2 separate regions of the Sus scrofa genome follow, and region 2 is linked to region 1. Evidence: chromatin contacts called from public HiChIP or PLAC-seq data. All regions are on one chromosome and are shown on one strand. Each heading gives the region's core, a stretch centred on a gene start, on an enhancer-like site or on the middle of the called end of the contact. The rest is flanking DNA. Distances are from core to core; before and after follow the strand shown.

Evidence for each region. HiChIP or PLAC-seq counts read pairs in DNA pulled down with a chosen protein or histone mark.
Region 2: an H3K27ac HiChIP or PLAC-seq map of alveolar macrophages shows a contact between it and region 1. The contact joins the promoter of FEM1B here to the promoter of CLN6 in region 1. A contact is called at or near these places in 2 of 47 Hi-C or Micro-C datasets (epiblast stem cells and liver) and 1 of 2 datasets of contacts at active chromatin or transcription factors (alveolar macrophages).

Annotation. Positions count from the first base shown.
Region 1 is chr1:166,123,740-166,130,339 of Sscrofa11.1, forward strand. CLN6 (ceroid-lipofuscinosis, neuronal 6, late infantile, variant) reads right to left here and starts at 2,307. Exons shown (of 7, transcript NM_001243614.1): 1 at 2,118-2,307. The coding sequence starts at 2,203.
Region 2 is chr1:166,156,985-166,163,527 of Sscrofa11.1, forward strand. It overlaps FEM1B (protein fem-1 homolog B), which reads left to right and starts at 4,564. Exons shown (of 2, transcript XM_003121751.4): 1 at 4,564-6,502. The coding sequence starts at 6,255.

The sequences.
Region 1 (6,600 bases), core at 1,057-3,556:
CAATCCCTGGCTGGGGAACTTCCGAGGGCCACAGTGCAGTCAAAAAAAAAAGGAAAAAGAAACACCTAAAAGAAGCTAACGTGGTTGTCTCTGGTGCTAGGGAGAGGTGAACAAAGGACCACTGGTTTTTGCTTTAAGCCCAACTGTGCAATTTTAATCATAGACATATACTACTTTGACTACAATAATTAAAACAAAACAAAACCAAAAAAAACTGTCGCCATAGCAGGCAGAAGCTGGAATAGGCTCCACTGAAAGGTAGTGAGCACCTTGTCATTAGAGGTAGGTAAGCAAAGTGTGGAAGCATCAGTGGAAATCCAAGCATCCTAGGAGTTGGACAAGATGATTCTGTCTACTGTCTTCTGCAGTAATAATACTGAGAATCTGCCTAGAGGCAGCCAATGAGGGGGGCAGAGACACCCTGGAAGAGAGCCAGCCCTACATGCCACCCTCATTAGCACCCTGGCTGGTGGGGAGCTCATGCAGAAATAAAGAGGGACATCACTTCTCAGCAGCCAGAATGGAGTAGTGAGAGCAGAAGCCTGAAATCAGAAGCCCTGGGGCTAGGCCCTGGTTCTTGTACAACAAATGATGTAACCTTCTCTAGACCTGTTTTCATATATACAAAATACAAAAAGACTGAGTAGGATTCTGCATGTGGAAACCCCACACTTGAGATAAAGTGCTGACCATATCTGATATTCACAGACCGTTCCAACTGGGCTATCCCAGTTTAAGGCTGACTCCTAAGTTGCAGGGGATCCAAAACAAGAGCTGTCCTTCAGTAGCGGAAGAAAGCTACTCTCAGCCAAGTGTCTCAGATTTCTTCCCTCAGCCCAAATCATACCACAGACTTCCTAAAATTGACTCTGAGCATGCTACTGCTCAAAAACCTGCCATGGCTCCCCTGTGCCCTACAGAACAAAAACTGCATCCTTAACCTGCCATTTAGGGTGAGGCAATTAAGGCACATAGGCCCAACATTTAAATAGGCGCAAGGGAGCCATGGAAGGTTTTTGAGTGTTCCAAGAGTGAGCGTCTCCTTAAATTTTGCACTCTAGGCTCTCATTCAGGTTCCAGCCTGCAACCAGTCTGCATCCTCCTGCCACTGTACACATGGAAAGCTCCAGCACCACTGCACCGCTTGCCTTTCCTCAAGCTGGAACAGCCTTTCTTCCCCTGTCACCTACTGAGTATTTTGAGATGCACCTCAAATGCTACTACCTCCAGGAAGTCCTCCAAGATAACCTCTCAGCCCCTGCTTGGATTCTGTCCCTCCCAGGTCCTTCTGGACTCTGGGACTCTCCGGCTTCACCTCATCCACCATTTCAGCGCCTGACACAGAGCGGGGCACACCAGAGATGCTTAATGAATGCCTGTAATAGGCAACGAATGTTTCGGGATGAAGGCAGAGTGGAGGGAAAGATTTAAAAGTTGCTTCTGGCAGAGCCTCCTTGCCTGCCCGCTTGCACGTCTCACTAGCGTCCTATCTTAATAAATCGATTTTTTCCCTGAAATAAAATAAAATAAAAATGACTTCTGTACCTTCCCCCGCCCCAAGTGCCTCGTCTCAACTAAATAAACCATTAACTTCTTCCCGAGAGAACAGCAACCTTGTGAGAAAAGCCCTTCCTCATTTTCTCCCGAGGGGAGCTTCCACACTTCGCTGTCTTTCATTTACATTCCCACATTCTTGGGTTCCTTGAGGCAAGGAGTGAGCCTCATGTTAACACCAGAATCCAACTCCTATTGATGGCTGAGGGGGCAGGAGAACTCGGGGTGGCGCCTGGGGCTTGCAGGAGCCTTGGGGACTCAAGTGAGCGGGGGTGTCCTCTAGGCTCACCACCCCCACCCCTCCAGGTTTCTTGGACCCCTGAAGACGTCCCTTAGCTGACAGACTGTCCCAAAGCCGGTCAAGGCTGCTGAGCCTCCCTGGGCGGAGGGCTCGCCCGGGAAGAGAAAGAGCGCGGAGGCGGGGCCCAGGCGAGTGGGCGAGAGAGCAGCTGCAGAGCCAGAGGGGGAAAGACCCATCCCGGGCTCCGCAGCCCCGGCGCCGCGATCCCGCCCGGTCACGTGGTGGGGCCGCGGTTCCGCTCCGCCGCCCGGCGCGCGCCCACCTGGCCTGCAGGAAGGAGGCGCCCGGCTGCGCGCCCGGGCCGCCCGCCGCTCCCGGTTGCTGCCGCCTCCGCGCCGCCGCTTCCATGGCTGCCCCGCCGGCAGGCCGGGCCCTCCACCACGCTGTCCCGAGCTGGAGACTGGCTCGGTGGGCCCGGCGGCCGCTACAACACAGGCCAACCGCTGGGGCGGGCCCTCGGGAGAGCGCGGAGAGGGGAGGTGCGGGCCGGAGGCGGGGCCCCGCGGGGCGGGGCGAACGGCGGGTGCTACTCCGAGACCGGTGGATGGAAAGGGAGGCGGGGCGAGCTCCACACGAGGAAGTCGGGGCGGGAGGTAGGTGGCGTCCCCAGCGGGGAGCGGGGGCGGAGGCAGAGGCAGGCGCACCCTGCCTCGGGCCAACTGGGGCTGGGATTTGCTGGGATCCGCTCCTGACAAGGGGCGGGAGGCTTTGCCTAGGCTGCCTGAGACTCAGATATTGGTCTAAGGCAGACTAAGCACGTGGGAAATGACTCACCCGACCGGAATGCTTCCCTGAGGAGGAGGCAAGGCGAGATTTCCTTTGTCCTTGGGGAGAGGGGTTCATGTCCTTTCCCCACTGTGCTACGCACCTTCATTCCGCAGATGGAAGATGTCGCGTCTGAAAATGTCAACTTTGTGGCACTTGACGCTAGGCATTAAATAAGCCGTGGGATAGGAAGGTCGGATGCACAGGAGCAGAGACTTTTTTTCCAAGCTGGGGGGCGGGGGCGTGGGATGACGCAGATTCCAATTCTGGCTTTGTCACGCTTGGGCTCAGTGGATTCGGAAAAGTTACTTCCTTCTCTCCCATTAAAATTTGTATTAACTCTTGCTGTGAGCAGCGCACTGCGCATACAAGAACAGATGAATCTTGCTGTAGTGGGGCTTACATTTGAGGGGTGGTGGGAGGAGGATTGGTAAGTGATGTGCTGGGGAAAGTACTGAGTATTGTGTGCGCAGAGACTTGGAGAGGGTGGGTTCAGACAGGCTTCTGGAGGACCCAGTGGGTGTGCTGTGGACCTGCAGCAAAGTCAATCTGCTGACACCAGGTTCTGGTGAAGGATAGAGGGTTTACTGCAGGGTACCAAATGAGGGAGTGAGAGACAAGCCTCGCTCAGTTCCACTCCAATTTAGTCATTGAGTTAGAGGAATTTTTTTTGTTTTGTTTTCCAAAAGAGAAGAGCAAAGAAGCTGTAATTAATCAGTGTCTTGTGACATTTGTTAATTGTAGTTTCAGGAATCAGGGTAGCCCTAGTTTAAAATTCTCTGGCAGGGTGATCCATCTTGCCCTGGAGAAACGACCTGGGTTTGTATATTCATCATGACATCTATAATAGTAATTTTTGTACATTAATGACTGTCAGTTGAAAAAAAGCACAACCTGAACGTTGAGAATTATGTTGTATTTGGGGACCTTCCTGAGGGTTATAGTGGCAGCTGGTAGCCTCTCAGATAGCTCTGAGAAACTGTTCCACCCACAGAGGTTAAGGGAGGAACCAGGATAATAGAAATTTTTGCTGAAAAAAAAAAAAAGAGTCAAACATCAGAAGATTACCATTAATCAAGTGCTTTTCTATTTTTTCTCTTTTCTACTTTTTCTGGACTCATTGAAATCATTCCTTTGATGTGTCCCTTAACTATCAAGGGCCATTATCCTGTTTTTCTCCATCCTTAATTCACCTCAGGGTGCACCTTCGGGGCAGCTGCCATGGCTCGTGACTTTATGGCTGCAACATCCTTTGTTTACTGAAATGACAGGTGACATTTTTTTGACCACTTGATGTTATCAACAGTAACAATTTTAGTCACCTGACTGGTTGATCAGTGTGTTCCATTAGCACAGAGTTGAAGTCAAAGTGGGCTAGTTTGGGATAGATTAATCATGAACTTGGTTTGGGGTACTTGATTTCAGATCGACATTCTAGCTGTGACTTTGGACTTCTGAGCTGACAGTGAGGTCTGAGCAAGAGTCAGCCTAAAACACAAGGGGTGGGTAAGAGCATTCCTGGCAGTCAGAACAGCCAGTCAGGAATCCAGAGAGACCCTCTTGTTTGGAGGAAGGTAAAGAAGGTCAGTGAGTGCAGCAGAGGGCCGGGGGCCAGGGAAGAGCCACAGGAATTCAGCTGGAGAACAGACCAGTGCCTTTATCTTGAGAACAGTGAGAGGCAGTGCAAGGCTTTGGGGCAGGGGAGTGGCACACACGCAGTATTTGGAGTTTAGACCCTTCCCTCCAGAGCACGGGGCAGGGGCAGGGGGTGAGAGAGAGGGAGATGGAGGAGAGGAGGCAGGACTGGAGACTCGGAGGTGGAGCACTGTTGTTCTAGTGAGGGTCTTGGGCTGGTTACAGGGACAGTGGGAAGGAGAGACATGATGACATCAAGAGTTGTAGGGGAGGGAGTTCCTGTTGTGGTGCAGCGGAAATGAATCCAACTAGGAACCATGAGGTTGCAGGTTCCTTCCCTGGCTTCGCTCCATGGGTTAAGGATCCGGCATTGCCGTCAGCTGTGGTGTAGGTTGCAGACTTGGTTGGATCCACGTTACTGTGGCTGTGGCATAGATAGGCAGCTGTAGCTCCGATTGGACCCCTAGACTGGGGAACCTCCATATGCCATGGGTGTGGCCCTAAAAAGCAAAAAACAAAACAAAACCAAAAAAAAAAAAAAAAAAGAGTTGTACGGGATGCTGTGACTTGGATGTCAGGGGTAAGGAGGGAAGAACTTAGGTAGTTGCCATGTTCTGCAGCTGGGTGGATGGTGGAGGGGCCCCTTGGGAAGTGGGTTAGAGCAGGTTGAGGCTAACTGAGAATTCATCCTTGGACACATTAAGCTTGAGATGGGTCAGGAAGGCTGTTGGATCCATGGACCTGAAACTCAGGCCAGACTTGGGAGCTGGGCAGATGGACTAGTAAGTCATGGGATATAGAGGAGAATTAGAACCTTGGAGGATGCCTAGGAGATAGCATCCCCGTGAGCAAAGAGAACAAAGGGCAAAGAACTATCTGCCAGGCCGACTGCCTGGGTTTCAATTCTGGGACCCTTGCTAACTAGCTGTGACACTTGGGTAAATTGCTCAGTTTACTCATCTGTAACAAGGAGGAGCCTGTTGCATCTACTGCATTGGCGTTGTGATGATTCCATGAAATAAGGCACCTGAAGCACTTGGCACAGAGCCTGGCACTTCTGGGTTTGTTAATTACAATGGTCTGTCTTTGGACCTGAGGTCTCCCACTATGTGTGAGTGGTTTGAGCTGTGCCTAATTCCATTCTATTTTCTTTCCTATCTTTTCTTTTGAGAGATTTTTAAAATTGGGTTTATTCCTTCTCCTTTTGATTGAGCCCACATGTCCCATCTTGGTTGTGGCTGGTGCCCACGTTGAGGCCATTTTCCATCAGCCCCATCTTGGGCTCCAGCAGCCCACAGACCATACCCCAAGGCCCAGCTCTGCCTCACTAAAGGACAGGCTTTATAGCTTGCTTTCTTCGCCACATCATAAGCAGAACAGGGGCTATTCTATTTTGCAGCAGAAAAAGCCAGTGTCCTGAGTGAATTAAAAAGGAGCTGTACGAGGTCAGCCTGTAACATCACTCAGATTGGATCTCAGGATTAATTTTGGTGCGTCTGATCTTCCATCTACAGATTGATCTCTGCATACACCAGAGAAGAAGGATTGAGGCTTCCCACTCTGAGCCGACTCTCTCATTCTCTGCTGGCTTTGGGAGCCTGCTGGGCTCCAAAGGAAGGGGCGTGCAGTGCCCTGGGATGTAATCATTGATTTAATAATACTCAGGGGGTGGGCTTCCAGCCATTAGAGGATGAGACTGTGTGGTGGGGGCCTCTCTGGCCTATTTAATCCTCCAATCCCTTAAATACCAACAAATCTGCCTTCTGTCTGGAGCCAACAGCTGCCCCTTGAGTGGAGTGGAGTCCAGGCTGGCAGGGAGGCCAGGACTTTCTGAATGAACAAAATTAAAACTCCCCCCACCTGCTTGGATTATCAGCCCCCCTCTTTCCTGTCCCATCGGGACTCTTTAAAAACACCATCTGCCTTAGCCTTCCTGTTGCATGGGAATTGGGAGATGCCAGGGGATAGAGCCAAGTTGGCACCAACTCTTGGGCACTGAGGGGTACAAATTTCCAGGGAACTTGCTTGCAACTCCCTGGGGACATGGTTTCTGACCACCAGAAGGGCTAATGGTCTCAGGAATCTGAGCTGCCATTTCAGTGACCAGCAACAAAGAAATTTTCAGCTGGGTAGGTCCTTGGGGATTATAGAGCCCAGCGGTTTTGACTTTCATTTTAGCAGATGTTTGTGCCTATGGCATGCAGAGGTTTCTAGGCCAAGGATTGAACCTACACCACAGCAGCAACCCAGGCCACAATAATGACAGTGCCAGATCCTTAACCTGCTGAGCCACCAGGTTATGAGCTCCTTTTTAATTTACTGCCTAAGATCCTCAGCTACACCTG
Region 2 (6,543 bases), core at 3,314-5,813, 36 kb after region 1:
GCCAAGTACAAAACTACGTGTCTTTCTTATATTAACTCATTTGCTCTATGCAACAATCTTATTTAGGCACATGCTGTTATCATCATGCCCATTTTACAGATGAGGAAACTGAGGCTCAGGGTGGTTAATTAGCTTATGAAGTCTCACAGGATCAGCACTAGGATGAACCCAGGTGGTGTGGTTCCAGAGTCCATGTTTTTAAGGACCATGTTTGGGAGTCTCACTGTAAGATGGAACAACAATGGTAACTATGATTTATTAGGCGCTTACTTAGGGCCAGGCATTGTGCTGAAGGCTATACAGGAATTTCTTATTAGTTCATCCCATGGCCTGGATGAAGGAGGGACTATTGTTATTTGCTAACACAAATCTGTCAGGACAGCCTAGTGTATACAAGGCCTTCTATTAAGGGCTGGACCTTCAGGGGTTTCTACAGCACAGAAGTTGGATGTGTCCATAAATAACCACGATTCATGGAGCTGGCAGAGAGCTTAGAGATTAACTTATTTTTACTGATGACAAGAACGGACTTGCTTTGTTTTTTCCCACAGGTTTTGGGGACTTAATGAGATAATGATAACAAGAGCCAACACTTAATAAATTGCTTGCTGTGTATGTGTATGTGTGTGTGTTGGTGTGTGTGTGTGTTTGTCAATCTCATTCAACCCTCACAACAACCAGATAAAAAGCACTATTATTATCCCATTTCACAGATAAGAAAACTGAGTTGGAGAAGTTAAATAAGCAACTTGCCTGGTGTTAGCAAGTCATGGAGCTGGGATGCTGGTAGAGCAGGCTCCAGAACCTGGAGGCTAAACCTCATGTTCTGTCACCCCATTCACAGAAGGTGGTTAAGAAGCCTAGGAGGCAGGGGCTGGATTGGGTGGATCAGAAAGTGTCATAGACTATAAAGGGCCACACAGACATGAGCTATTATTAGAAAGAGGCAAGGTCCCAAGAGAGGAATAAAGTGGAGCTCAGTGCAAAGTCAAGGAAGATCTCTAGGATGAGAGAGCATTTGTTTCGGATTTGGACCTGTGTTCCCCGGTAGGAATAAGGAATGCCCAGGGGAGTTCCCACTGTGGCTCAGTGAAAGTGAAACCCACTAGTATCCATGAGGATGTGGGTTTGATCCCTGGCAGTGGGTCAGGGATCTAGCATTGCCATGAGCTGTGGTGTAGGTGGCAGATGCAGCTCGGATCCTTCGTGGCTGTGGCTGTGGCTGGTGGCTACAGCTCCAATTAGACCCCTAGCCTGGGAACCTCCATATGCTGCAGGAGCGGCCTAGAAAAGACAAAAAAAAAAAAAAAAAAAAAAAAAGTCAGGAATGCCCAGGGTGTGTGAGGGTGGCCAGGTGGGAAAGTTTCCTTTAGGTCTCCCCCATTAGCACAGCTTGGATGATTGGATTACCTGATTGGCACCTGGCAAAGTGATCAGGACCATAGAAAGCCTTGGGACCTCCAGCCCAGCAGAGAGCACTTAGAGGGAGATAAAGAGGGAACAGAAGTCTGGTAGCAGGGTCAGGGGTAGGGGGCTGACAGCTGACACCCAAATCCTCACATTCTACCACACTCTAGTTATGAGGCCATGGGCAAGTTACACAACATCTCTGTTTCTTCATCTGAAGAATGAGAATGATAATAACGGCATGTCCCTTGAAGGCTTGTGCAAATTTAACATGCTAATCTGTGTAAAATGTTTACTGTGACAGCTAGCACAGGGTAAGCACTCAATACAAGCTTGCTCTTGTTATTTCTGTTATTATAAGCCCAGGGTACCCGACTAATCCACAATTCAGGGAGGAATGGGGTTAGAAGGAAGACACATGTCTGCTTCAGTCTTCTTTCCTGGTAAACCCAAGTGTGGGAGGGGTGAACTGGTTTGGGAAACAACACAGACCAGCTGCCCCCTCTCCTCCACCTTAGGTTTTTTCTTTGAAAATCATTACATCTGCTTTTCAGGGGAAGGCAAGGGGAGACAGGAAGAGGAGACAAAGGCCAGTGGGTCGCTAGTCTTCTGAAATTGGGCAAATAGAGACTGGTCACCAGTGATTTCTTGGTCATCACTGATTTCTGACATCTTCCTTTCCATGGCTTTGTTACAATTTCTGAGCTCTTGTCAATTACTGTCCCCAGCCACTTGCATACTATGGATTTACTCTCCATATGTGTCCAGAGGTGGACACATTCCTGCAGGAAAAAGGTAGATGGGGTGGGAAGTCCTTTCCTGAGCAGGTTAATGGCACAATAGCAGTACGAGTGTGGGGTCAGAGCTAGGGTGAAGGGAAATATTATGTGCTGACAGGAACTCCTTCAAGGACAAGGCTGGTGAAGGAGCTTGCATGTCACCATCACACCAGCCCTACAAGGAAAGTATTTATTATCTCCATTGTATAGATGAAGAAATTTGCCCAAGGTCATAGCTAGCCCATAGAGAAGGGGGTCTAACCTCAGTCTATCCAACAAAAGTCATCTTCTTGCATTAGAGTACGTGGGAAGGTTGCAGGACTGAAACAAGTATCTTTACTAGTGCCCCAAAAATGACATTTCGAACATACTTTACACAACATCAGAAAAACTCCATTGACTCAGAGCTGTAGGTTGGGTTGACTTGGTTTGGCAAAAGCAATGCTCCATGGAAGGTACAGATAAGTCTGCTCAAAGGTCACCTCCAATCTCCAGAAAGCACAGTGCTGGAGGCTGGTGCTATCTTTGGTCCAGGTAGAAGGTTGCCATCAGCAAATCAATCTCCATCATGATATAACTATTCGTAGTTATGTTTTGCATGGTTCGTTTGTCAGTGGCTTTCTATTAAAGGGAAGGGAATAGGTCAGAAGCAGAAGGAACTATTCCTGGGCTCTGGCTTTTTAGGAAAGCCACCTTGTCCTGTTTACACATCCTCTCTCCCCGATTCGCCCAACCTAACTGCAGACATGTCATCCTCCAAGCCCAAGTAAGACAGGCAACCAAACAGTCTCCAGTCAGTCAACGGCTATTGTACAACCAAGGGGGCCCAGAACTCTATCACCTGTGATAAAGGAGAGAGCAGCCCAAGGCTCCTGACCTTGGGCTGTTGGAGGAGAAGTGTATTCCCACAAAATGCAAGTTCTGGGCTCCTCTCTGTCATGACTCTTGGTTTAGCCACCCCTCCTGGCGCTCACCCAGTTACACCAAATTGTGTGTCAGCACCAGGATGGACCCTAGTTCAGCTTGAAAGGGTGAGAGGAGGAAGAAGTAAGTTTCTTAATCAGCAATGAATAGCTGGATGAATCAGGTCTCCTTCAGAAAATGGAACCAAAGGGAAGAAGGGGCCTGTGTCTGGATCACCTTCAAAAAGTCGGGTGTGAAAAGAATGATGCAGGGCAAAAGGCTGCAAGAAGAGGGAGGAAGGAAGGGGGAGGGAGAGAAAGGGAGAGAATGTGAGGAGCCTGGTTGCACTGCAGAGCCTGGGAATAAAGTCAGTTGGAAGGCAGCACCCAGGTCACACATCTGAACGTGTCACTGCCAAGTGCCCAGAGGCCAAAAAGCCTGGGTCAGCCTGTCAAGAACTGGAATTTTTTCCCTAACCCTGAAGCCCTAGATTGATAACAACTAGTTTCGCCTTCTTTTCCACCAGCTATTTCAGAGACTCTACAGGTAGAATCTCATCTTCAGCTCTGATTTCCAGTGTTGGTTTTGTTTGATATGGAAGGGAGAAAAAAAAAAGTTTGTGTAGAGATCTGAGAATAGGTAAAGTTGTGCTGCAGATGGAGAAGATGGAGAAGTGGCCCAAACCCCAGACAGCCCAGCAACTGAGATGAGGCCTTCATCAACTAGGACTGGAACCGTGCGGTTCAAATGAAACACTTTATGTGAACCTGTTGAGTCCAGCCGGTCCCTTGGGACCAAATAAATGTATTTGTTCTTTTTCTGTGGTAGATATTGTCCTGTGTGTGTGTGTGTTGGAGGTGGAGGTGTAGATATTGTCCTTTGTGCGCATGAGGACAAAATGACCTCCATAAGTTGTACTTTTTGTGACTGTCCCACCAGCTTCATTACCTGCACTCCTACCATCCTAGTCCAAAACTTTACCTCTTAAATGGCCTTCCTGCTTTGACTCTTGCCTACCAGAGTTTATTCTTCACACAGCAGACAAGAGTGACTTTTTAAAAAACATAAAATTTTATCTTGTCGCTATTCTGTTTAAAACTCTTCGAATGGAGATCCTGTCATGGCTCAGCAGTAGCGAACCTGACTAGTATCCACGAGGATGTGGGATGGATCCCTGGCCTCGCTCAGTGGGTTAAGGATCCGCACTGCTCTGAGCTGTGGTGTAGGTTACAGACCTGGCTCAGATCCCAAGTTGCTGTGGCTGTGGTGTAGACCAGCAGCTACAGCTCTGATTTGACCTCTGGCCTGGGAACTTCCATATGCCCCCGGGTGCCGCCATTAAAAACAAACAAACAAAAAACCTCCTCAAATGTCCCCACCACACTTGAGGAGATTTTAAACACTTTTATGGGTTATTGGGCCCTAACATGACTTGCACCCAGCAGATTTCATCTCCTATTACTTCTATAGCTCACTCTGCAGTGGCCACCCTGACCCTCGTTTCTGAACCCACCAAGACTGTTCCTCCTCAGATTTGTAACAGATATTCCTTCTGCCTAGAATACCCCCAGCTCCCCTCACCTGTGGGAGGTCTCTGAGCACCCTAGCTAAATTAGCTCCGCCCTTCACCCACCCCCCACTCTGTTTCTTTTGCTTCCTAGCAAATGCTAATGATATGAACTCAACCAGTCTTGTCTATTATTTACTTGTTTATTGTCGGTTTTCCCTTCAACAACAGTCCCTGAAGGGGCACTGTGTCTCTGTGGCCTATCACCCAACCCCTAGTGCCAAGCCGCGCCTGGAACAAAGTAGATCTCTAATATTCGTTGGATAAATGATCTTTTCAAATCCTAAGAATCTTGAGAGGTCTGGGAGAAACCCGGAGTTTCTGTCAGGCTCAGGATTGGAGTCCTGTCTGTCTGAGCACAGCCCTCGCCTTCCTTCCCAGGGTATCTCGCCTCTTTCCACAGTTCCCTATCTCCCCCCACCTTTCTCACACACTCAATCCTCCTTTCCAGAGCAGACATGCTGACTTCTAGTCTCTTTTCAGGGCTTGGTGCCGGTCCTCCAAGCCCTCCCACATTTCGGGGGCTCAGAGTCGCCACCCTGTTCCTAAAATGGACCCTGCCGGCTGCGCGAATCCCCCTCCCTGGGCCCCCAATCAGGGGCTGTGAGGGGTCCCACAAGGTCTGTGGTAAAACGGAGAGCGCCTCCCTAGCCCACCGGTAGTAACGGTTCGGCGCCCTCTGTCCCACTCACTGGCCAAGTACCTCCAGGGCCTAGTGGGGGTGAGTTGGAAGCTCCAGGAGTCAAGGGCAATGAGGACATTCAGGGCCGAAATGGGTTTGGGCCACCTTCGCGCAGCAGAACCTTTCTTCATCGGGTCTGGTTTGCCGGCCGGTCGGCTTTGTAAGAGACACCCCACTTAATCGTCCCCCGCTCGCACCCTCCCCCTCCCGTCCTTATCTGCGGAGGCCCGCCTTCCTCCCGGTTCCGAGCCCAGGGGCTGCTGCCGCCCGAGCGTTCAGCCTCGCTCCGGGGGTCTCGCCAGGCGCGGACTTCCAGGCCATCATCAGCGTCTAGCGCTTCTGAGCTCCAGTGGGCTAGGGCCTGCGGGATTCCTCCAGCTGGGGAGGACGGAGAGCGGAGGCAGAAGCAGTTTCAGGCCTTAGGCCCGGCGGTCCGGGTTGGGTGAGACGCTGCCATCATTCGCCATCTGGGGCACGCGCGGGCCTCTTGGGACCTCGCTGGCGACCCGTAGCTCGGGCACGCGCCTGTCGCAGCCCGCAGGAAGGAGGGGTCCGGCCTGAGGCCCGGGGCGGCGGCCGCCATGGAGATCCCCTCGGCCCGGGGCCGGCGCCTAGGGCTTTGGGGGCGGCCCTGACAGCCCTCCTCAGTGCCCGGGCTGAATCGCGGACGTGCCCCTGGCGGCATTGGGCCACCTCTGCGTCTCCACCCTCCACCGGCCGCACTGCTGCCTGGGTGCGGCGGCGGCGGCGGCGGCGGCGGCGGCGGCGGCGGCGGCGGCGGCGGCGGCGGCGGCGGCGGCGCCCTGTTGAATGGGCTGTGAGGGCCCAGGTTTGAAGCGCTGGCGAACGCGGCCTCCGGGGGCGCAAGGCAGCAGCAGCGGTGGCGACCAAACGGGTATTGGAGTTGGCGGCGGCCATGGAGGGCCTGGCTGGCTATGTATACAAGGCGGCCAGCGAGGGCAAGGTGCTGACTCTGGCCGCCTTGCTTCTCAACCGGTCTGAAAGCGACATCCGCTATCTGCTTGGCTATGTCAGCCAGCAGGGAGGGCAGCGCTCCACGCCCCTCATCATCGCGGCTCGCAATGGACACGCAAAAGTGGTGCGCTTGCTGTTAGAACATTACCGGGTGCAGACTCAGCAGACTGGCACCGTCCGCTTCGACGGGTAGGTATATTCTAGTCCCAGCCTCGTCTCTATCGCGCTCG